Linked DNA regions of Zea mays: region 1 is linked to region 2. Evidence: chromatin contacts called from public Hi-C data. All regions are on one chromosome and are shown on one strand. Each heading gives the region's core, a stretch centred on a gene start, on an enhancer-like site or on the middle of the called end of the contact. The rest is flanking DNA. Distances are from core to core; before and after follow the strand shown. Region 1 overlaps LOC103625860 (mitogen-activated protein kinase kinase kinase 5). Region 2 holds the start of LOC100281035.

Region 1 (4,147 bases), core at 1,049-3,548, 140 kb before region 2:
CCATAAAAAACCGACGAAAATAAACATGTACACACATAATTAAAATTCACAATCCAATGCATTAACATGTACACACATAATTAACTCACGTGGCGGTCGGGGGCGGAGACGGCGCTTGGACACGGCGACGGCGCTCGAGGAGGCAGCGACGACGCTCCGAGAGACCCGGCGGCGATGTGGGCGGTGTGGGGCACGGCGGAGACGAGCGAGGGCGGGCACGGCCGCGACGGACGGGCGCGCGCGCGGCGGGGACGGGCGGCCGGGCTCGCGGCGGCGCTGACGGGCGCGCGGCGGTGGGGCGGCTGGGCGCTCGGCGCCGCGAGAGGATGGGTGGCGGACGGGCGACACCGGGGCGCCCGGGTGCGCGGCGTCGGGCGAGGGGCGGCGACGGGCGGCGAGGACGGGCGGCGCTCCGAGAACGGCGCGCCGAGGACGGGCGGCGAGGACGGGTGCGCGGCGGTGGGGCGAGGGCGGCGCTCCGGCGGGGATGGGCGGCGGCACGGCGGCGGTTGGAGGCGGCGGCGAGGAGAGAAGGGCAGCGGCGGCGCTAAGACAGAGAGCGGAGAAATGAGCCCGCGCGGGCGAATCCCGCGCTCATAAAAGCCTAATCCCCGTCGGCCTGCGCTCTGGCCGACGGGAGTTAAGTTATCCCCGTCGGCCTATTTTCTGGCTGACGGGAGTTAAGTTAACTCCCGTCGGCCTACTCTCTGGCCGACGGGCGTTATGTTATTCTCGTCGGCTTCAGTGTAGCCGACGGGAGTTACGTTATCCCCGTCGGCTTTTTCCCTGGCCGACAGGAATTATACTGGCCGACGGGAATCATTAGGATTCATGTAGTGTCTCCCAACAATATACTGTTTTTTTCTTTTCTTTAAAAAAGATCTCCGAGCGATGCCTTTTTCGATGAGCATATATATAAAACTTATAAGACGTGCTAATGCATGATGGCAACGTGACTGTAATCCTTGCGAAACCTCACGTGGTCAATTAAAAGACTACCACCAGCACCACCACAGCACTAATAGATAAGAATAACAGCCCTCTATGCCGTCGGTAAATAATACTACTAACACACATGGCACATGCGCGTCGTTCCCTCTGCTGTCAGTCACGTCGTATACCACGCCTAACACGTTGCTTGTCTGCTCGCATAAAAAAGTCGGATTTGGATTAGCAGGTCGCCACATGCGTTGGACAAAGCAAAGTGACGGTTTATCTGTTCGGCCGGCGGCCGAGCTGCGTCGCCGCTCCACCCTGGTTTGATTGGCTGCGAAGAGCAGAGTCCGCCCTTGGTCCGTCCGCCCCCTGCAAATCTTCTATTTTGGCGGCCAGTCCGGTTTCACCCCGGCCGGGTCCTCGGTTCGGTCTTCGGTGCACGGCTCGCCGGCGCCGGCGTCACTCAGCGTCCGCGCAATTCGCGGCTGAGCGGGGCAACTCGGCAAGTGACACGTCCCGGCGTCGGCCGGCCCCGTCTCCCTGCCCCAGTGGCCGGGGGTGCGTGTGCGTCTGCGTGCCCGGCCGGCCGTTCCACTCCGTCGCCCCCCACGTGTTCCTTGCGCCTCTCGCCGTCTCGACGAGGACGTACGCACGCAAGTACACGGACCTAATCGAGTTATTAGTACAGCGGTGCGAGAGGGCGGCCGGCGGCCTAATCGCCTGCCTGCCTGCAGCCGTGTTTGGTCGTTGGGAGCTAGCTCTGGCTGGTGGTCACTTCTCAGTACGACAGTACCCACTATGGCACTATGCTCGTTAGTGGCGTGGCGGCCGCAACAGCAACAGCCGTGCGTTTCCGCCGGCTGGTTGCGCGCGGAGAGAAATGACATGGCGTCACGCTGGTTCTCATCACAGGTGGTGGTCGCGGCACCGGGTGGCCTGGCGCTCGGTGCCCCCACGAGGCCCCGGTGGCAAATCTCAACGGGAATCTCGTGGTGGTTGGCGCGGTTGGCTTGATCCAGTTTTTAATGGAGAAAGCGCCTGCCTACCCGGCTTGGCTTCGCTTGTCTAGTCTAGCTAGCTATAAGCGCGACCGGTGGCAGGAAATGGTTTGGGTTAGTTCAAGGGTAGTACCACCGTACCAGCTACCGCTGATCGTAAAGCACAGTCCGTCCTTGCTCTTTTTCTCCGTTCTTGGCAGCTAAAGTTTTGCTTCTTTTTCAAGACAGACGAGAACGCGCTCTCTTTCTCTCGAATCTCTCGCACGGGGAAAAAACTCTGGAAAGCAACTAACTGATAACCGTCATAACCGCAAACTTGGCCCAAGTAAGTATGTTCTTTCATTCCGCTTCGGCCCAACAAGCCTGGACCAGACTAGCAACTTGCAAGGCAGCCATTTCATTTTGGGTAACATACCGTCACACCTGCGGCTGCGGATAGCGGGTGTGGGTAACATATTGTTTCCATCGTGTGTGATGGGTGTGGATTTAATATTTACCTCATGGGTACGAGAATGCAAACCTTGAATCGGCTTTATACATATTGCCATCCCTGCTACTTAGGGCTCGACGACTACGTCAGCAATTAGTTTCAAGGAAGGTTCTCCGCCTAGGGGTGGTAATGAGTTCTAAATTTTACACTACAAAATTTATAGATCGAATCGAATTAAGATCGAGCCATGTTTCTATTCATTTTTGAACTAAAATTATTTAAGAGCTCTAATTTTTTATGAAGTGGCATTTGGATCGTGATTCATTACCACCCCTATCTTTGCCTGACGATTTCAGAGTGGGCATTCTAGATGAGCTCTGCCAAGTGCAAGGAGGAAACTAAACAATGGAGTGGGCTTTGTAGTGGACTTGATTTGATTGAGAAACCACACACCGATCAACCTAAGCTAGATAGCATATTGGCTCACAGTGTCGAGCGTGAGTCCAACCAATCCCTAGGATATCACCGCGCAATTGATGTCAAAGTCTTTTTCCATTCCCGTTGTTGTAAGAAACTTGTGACTGAACATTTCTAACACGAAGGCCATCATATATTGATGGACGTAGGGATAAGAAAGATAAATTGTCCATGCCTCTTGAGTGTTTCGAGTATCTGAGCCATTGAAGATACATACATCAACCTATGACCAAACGAGACATGTCGTGATGACGAACTCATGAAAGTAACATAGATCTTTAATCTCAATCCCCGTTTGACAATTGACGTGTATTATTACACGGCCCCAAAAAAATCAATAACGATTACATAAGTATGCTCATTACACAACATCAACAACAACAACAACAACACGCTACAACTATAACCCTAATGTCCTATCTGTCGGCAGAATCAGGACCATTAGTTTTACCTACAGCTACACCCTAATAAACATGTTACATGGAAAATACAATCATTTCCTCAGAAATCAAACAGTACAACAGACCTCACAGGGCTCCTCCATTTAGCAGCATTTCCCTATGATCATATAGTGGTAATCTTTTTACATGGAAAATATTTTTTACGAGACCCAAAAATTGTCAGCTATGAGTAACAGCGCAAGGGTTATGTGGCTTTTGGCCCAGATGTTGTGATAGCTGCCATGTTGTTATTCAATGTGAAATCAAATTTATTGCTTCCTTCCCGTTAGGCTTTGGCAAAGGACTAGGCCGATGGTATGCGACTGAAAAATGCATAATTTTCGGTGTATGTGCTGCAGAGCCAGAATTGGAAGCCGAACTCAAAGGTGGAGGTGACAAGCTATTGGTTCCCAAGTTGGGTAGAGGTGTCATCAATCGATAAGTCAATGACCCTGACGACCGAGCACTGCTTGTTTCACTATCAGAATGAAGAATAGCAGGGGTTAAAAAACTCAAATAACGTGAACCTTTCATCACCAGATATACAGATCAACCAAAAAAATAAACAGAGCAAGGCAATACATGTACTCACCCATTTGCATGTTTCCCTCTCTTACATGAATCATTTTTCCAGGGTACTTTATCTCTTGCAGCGCTGCGCACAGTATCCTGACACCAACAAGCCATACACATGCATAAACCCTTAAGTTGAAACTTTAGATATTGCATGCCATGTGAGACGGAGAACGGGTTTAGGGTTACTGGAGATCACATGCTTACTGGAGATTTAATTCCCAAAATTGAATTACGCGGGCTGTAGTGATTCGAAGTTCGTATAAATGGGTGTTCGAGCAACTTGGTTGCTG
Region 2 (4,104 bases), core at 1,152-3,651:
GCTACGAGGCCTGACATCTCATTTGCTGTGAGCAAACTTAGTCGATTTGTTTCAAATCCGGGAGATGATCACTGGCGTGCTCTTGAGAGAGTTTTGCGCTATCTAAAGGGTACTATGAGTTTAGGCATCCATTATACCGGGTACCCAACAGTTCTGGAGGGTTATTGTGATGCAAACTGGATATCTGATGCTGATGAGATATATGCCACAAGTGGATATGTGTTTTCACTTGGAGGTGGTGCTGTTTCATGGAAGTCTTGCAAGCAGACCATCTTAACGAGGTCGACTATGGAAGCAGAACTCACAGCATTAGATACCGCTTCAGTTGAGGCTGAGTGGCTTCGTGAACTCCTTATGGATTTACCGGTGGTTGAAAAACCTGTGCCGGCTATTTCCATGAACTGTGATAATCAGACTGTGATAATTAAGATAAACAGTTCTAAGGATAATATGAAGTCGACAAGGCACATAAAGAGGCGTTTGAAATCTGTCAGGAAATTGAGAAACTCCGGAGTAATAGCGTTGGATTATGTCCATACGTCTAAAAATCTGGCAGATCAATTTACTAAGGGGCTATCACGTAGTGTGATAGATAGTGCATCAAGTGAGATGGGCATGAGACCCACCTAAAGTTTATCATAGTGGTAACCTGTTCTATGTGATCGGAGATCCCGTGAATTAGAATGGTGAAACAAGCTAGTGATAGACTGAGAGGAAAGACCCTTAATAAGGCTCATTTCAGATGCATATCTTTCCTTACTGTAAGGTAGGTTGGTGTTTACACCTTAATATGTTCCAAGTGGCTTTGTGAAGCAAAGATGTTGTCCTACAGAACATCTTTAGAGGAACATACCTATATGGGTTAACTGCTAGTCACAGTTTATGAGATCTGGGTGGTTTCTAGATACTCATGAAAGGCTATGGAGTTTGACTTATATGCTCCAACCAGAGGGGATGCGTTCAGCAATCTAGTACTGGTAAAGAGTTTAGATGAAACTCATTCCACGCAAAACTGCCAATTCAAGGCCTAGTCCATTGTGCAGTTGTGGTCAAGTGTAGTCTAAGTTCTAGGTGGATGTTCAACTTAACAGTCTCCATCGAAACACCAGTATATCAAACGTTTGAGATGATGAGAGCTTTTTTGTGTGACTTAGCATTTGGTGAGGATTGTTGGATTAATGTGGGCTTGGCCCAAATTAATATTCAATAATAGTCAATGCTAATGGCCCACTTTAATGCTATGGTGTACTAATTATTTAGTACCATATTGGAAGTTCAAAGGACAAATCAATCAACTTAAATAGGTGGACCATTGGTGCATCTATTGAGAAGTTGAGAAAAGGATGAAGGACTGCCACACGCGCGCGCGCGCCGCCGCCGCCGCCGCCGGCCGTGGCTCGTGGCTCGTGGTAGATCGGACCTTGGTCCGAATATTCCTTTCAAACGGTTGCGCATTTTGCCTGGAGTGATGACCGTCATGATAACCGTCTGTTTTCTGTCTTATGGCTAGTAACGGACGTCAGTTACTGTCGTCAGTTTCCAGTTCTAATGCGCGACCGTTTCTGTCCGTTGTTCTTCTCCCTCCTTCTGACCGCCTATAAGAATGGAGAGGGAGGGCTCTTCCAGTGACGCGAATTATCTCACGCGAATTGCAAACAACACATTCCCGTCCCATCTTCTGCGAGCACAGAGAGAGTGGGAGAGAAGGCCTCCGAAATCACCGACCGCAGAGATACACTTGCACGGGTGTGCGGGCGATCAGATTTTTGGGGAGCGTCTTCGCGACTGCTCGCGTGATCTGTTCGTCGCCTTCCCGAGTTGACGCGTGCTGCTGTTCTTCTTCCCGGCGACCGTTCGAGGGACTGCACAGCGTACATCTTCCTGCACCGACTTCGTACGGATACATCGAACAAACACACGAGATGTCTCGTGTGAATGGAGCCACTGATGCCTTGAGCATCGGTCCCTCCGCTGGGTACACTCTGTTCTTCGTATTTGTACATGTTTCATTGCTGTTTACTGCTTATGCGAGTAGTTATACACACATGCACATACATGTCATCACATATATCGTACTGTTTTTCTGGATTAAATTAAAACAAAAAATGCCTAACTTTCTAACAAACCTAACAGTAACCATATGGCGTATGTTACTTGGCAGTTGGAAAGGCAATGTTTTACTGTTTCAGTAACTAAATTAACCTGCCACTAGTAGATAGCAACAATCGCAGCATTTACAGACACATGGAGAGAGAAAAGGCAGAGCAGTAGCAGACCCCTCTCTCAGCCAGGGCTCCTGAGTGACGGTGTATTTGGGCGGCCCAACGCCCGCAAGGCGCCACATTTCAGCCCACGCAAACCAAACCAGGCAAAACCCCGGCACCCGTGCGCCAGCCAGCCACAGACTCCAAACCGACCGAGCAGCGATGGTGTCGGACTTGGAGCTGGTGGAGCGGCTGCAGGAGGTGCTGCGGTCGTCGGACCTCAACACCACGACCACCGCTGCCTTGCGCCGCCGCCTCGAGGAGGACTTCGGCGCAGACCTCTCCCACAAGAAGGCTTTCATCCGGGAGCAGGTTGACCTCTTCCTCGCCGAGGTCGCCGCCAAGGCCGAGCCAGAGGAGCCCAAGGAGGAGGAGGAGCTCGAGGACGCGCCGGTGCCTAAAGCGGAGGAGGCGGAGGAGGGCGAGGGGGTGGAGGAGGAGGGCGAGGGGGAGGAGGGGGGAGAGGAGGAAGAGGAGGAGGAAGAGGAGGAGGTGGATAGCAGCAGCGCCCGGAAGAAGCAGCGGTGAGGGTCTTTTGCTTTCCTTCTCTCTCCCTTCGCACTTGCTGCTTCGTTAAGGATTCTGTGATGCGTCGTTTGGGCGAATCGCGAGGGAATGGCACCATGCCTTTGTGGTGTGATTGTCGATGCGAATAGTGATGGGGATTCGATGGTTCATCTCGGCATTCCTTCGTGGTGGGTTCTTGGTTGCACAGTAGGAAATGTTTTTTTGGTTAGCATTGGTGGTGTGATTTTGGCCCGGATATTTTAAGATGTTAGATGTCGCATGCCTTCGGTATTTCTTGCTTACCTCATGAAGCGGGCACGTTTTTTTTCTTCAATTTTAGTACAATCTAGCAGCTGTTTTATGGTGATTTATGCTTTACGTGATTCAGCTTTTCTTACTTCCAGATTTGTGGTGTGAATGCCAAAAAGAAGCATCTGTCCTGGTATATTGTGTGGTTTACGGCTTGCATAGCTAGTTAGGATGGTCTAGAAATGATTGTTCTTGTGCGGGATTGGTGAATTTATGTGTTCTCCTCATATGCGGCTTTCAATGAAAGCTGGACTAAGCGGTCTGTTATCTAAGAATTTCTGTGTTCTTCTGTCTTGCTACTCGCACCTCTCACATTCCGGCTTCCGTAGATTTTTATGTTCCACGCAAGCTAGACTGTAAATGCTGGTTGAGCTAAACTCCATGAATGTTGCTAATTTCTTCATGATAGAATAATGTCCTCATAAAGTGGAGATGCCGTGACTATTTAACTCTGCCTTTTGTATCCTCTGAGTAGTTTCATTTATATCATAAACAGACTCGCTGCACTCTGTGTGCACTGGATGTTCTCCCTTATAAGGGCTGAACATGTCATGTGGGGGTATGGGGTTGTTTGGTTCGTGGCTAAAGGCGTGTTTGGTGTGGCGCCTAAGCCGCCACACCGCGCCACACTTTTAAGCCACAAGTGTGGCGGCCGATTCGCCACACTTGTGGCTTAAAAGTGTGGCGCGGTGTGGCGGCTTAGGCGCCACACCAAACACGCCCTAAATGTGCCACACTTTGCCTAAGGTTAGTCGTTCGAATTGAAGAACTAACCTTAGGTAGAAAAGTTAGGCAAAGTGTGGCAAGTTAGGCATTAAACCAAACAGGCCCATAGCCTCTTCTAAGCAAGGGAAGGCCTGCCAAAGTCGCTGCACATTTGTAAACCCAGTCCAGCAAGTTAGCTAAGTTTAGATTGAGATTGATAACTGTTGGAGACTTGTTCTCAAATGCTATGAATTAAGAACAAGGCAACACAAAATGTTAAAGGTTAATGTCCTTCGTTCTTCGAAGCATTATTTCCCTT

What was found. A called contact is a pair of places that touch in the nucleus more often than the background predicts.
Region 1: a contact with region 2 is called in a Hi-C map of tassel, with 1.8 times the contacts expected there. The contact joins the enhancer-like site here to the promoter of LOC100281035 in region 2. A contact is called at or near these places in 2 of 25 Hi-C or Micro-C datasets (ear and tassel).

Annotation. Positions count from the first base shown.
Region 1 is chr5:6,756,177-6,760,323 of Zm-B73-REFERENCE-NAM-5.0, reverse strand. LOC103625860 (mitogen-activated protein kinase kinase kinase 5) reads right to left here. Exons shown (of 11, transcript XM_008646257.3): 9 at 4,062-4,147; 10 at 3,874-3,950; 11 at 3,099-3,759. The coding sequence ends at 3,534. Among protein-coding and RNA genes, the nearest start is that of LOC103625861, 9.9 kb to the left of the region's middle. Within about 2 kb of position 2,298, at least 20 of the 20 cell types and tissues checked have an H3K27ac peak or open chromatin away from gene starts, as enhancers often do. A contact at or near this core is called in ear and tassel, where this site is marked.
Region 2 is chr5:6,612,157-6,616,260 of Zm-B73-REFERENCE-NAM-5.0, reverse strand. LOC100281035 reads left to right here and starts at 2,401. Exons shown (of 6, transcript NM_001153954.1): 1 at 2,401-2,788. The coding sequence starts at 2,427.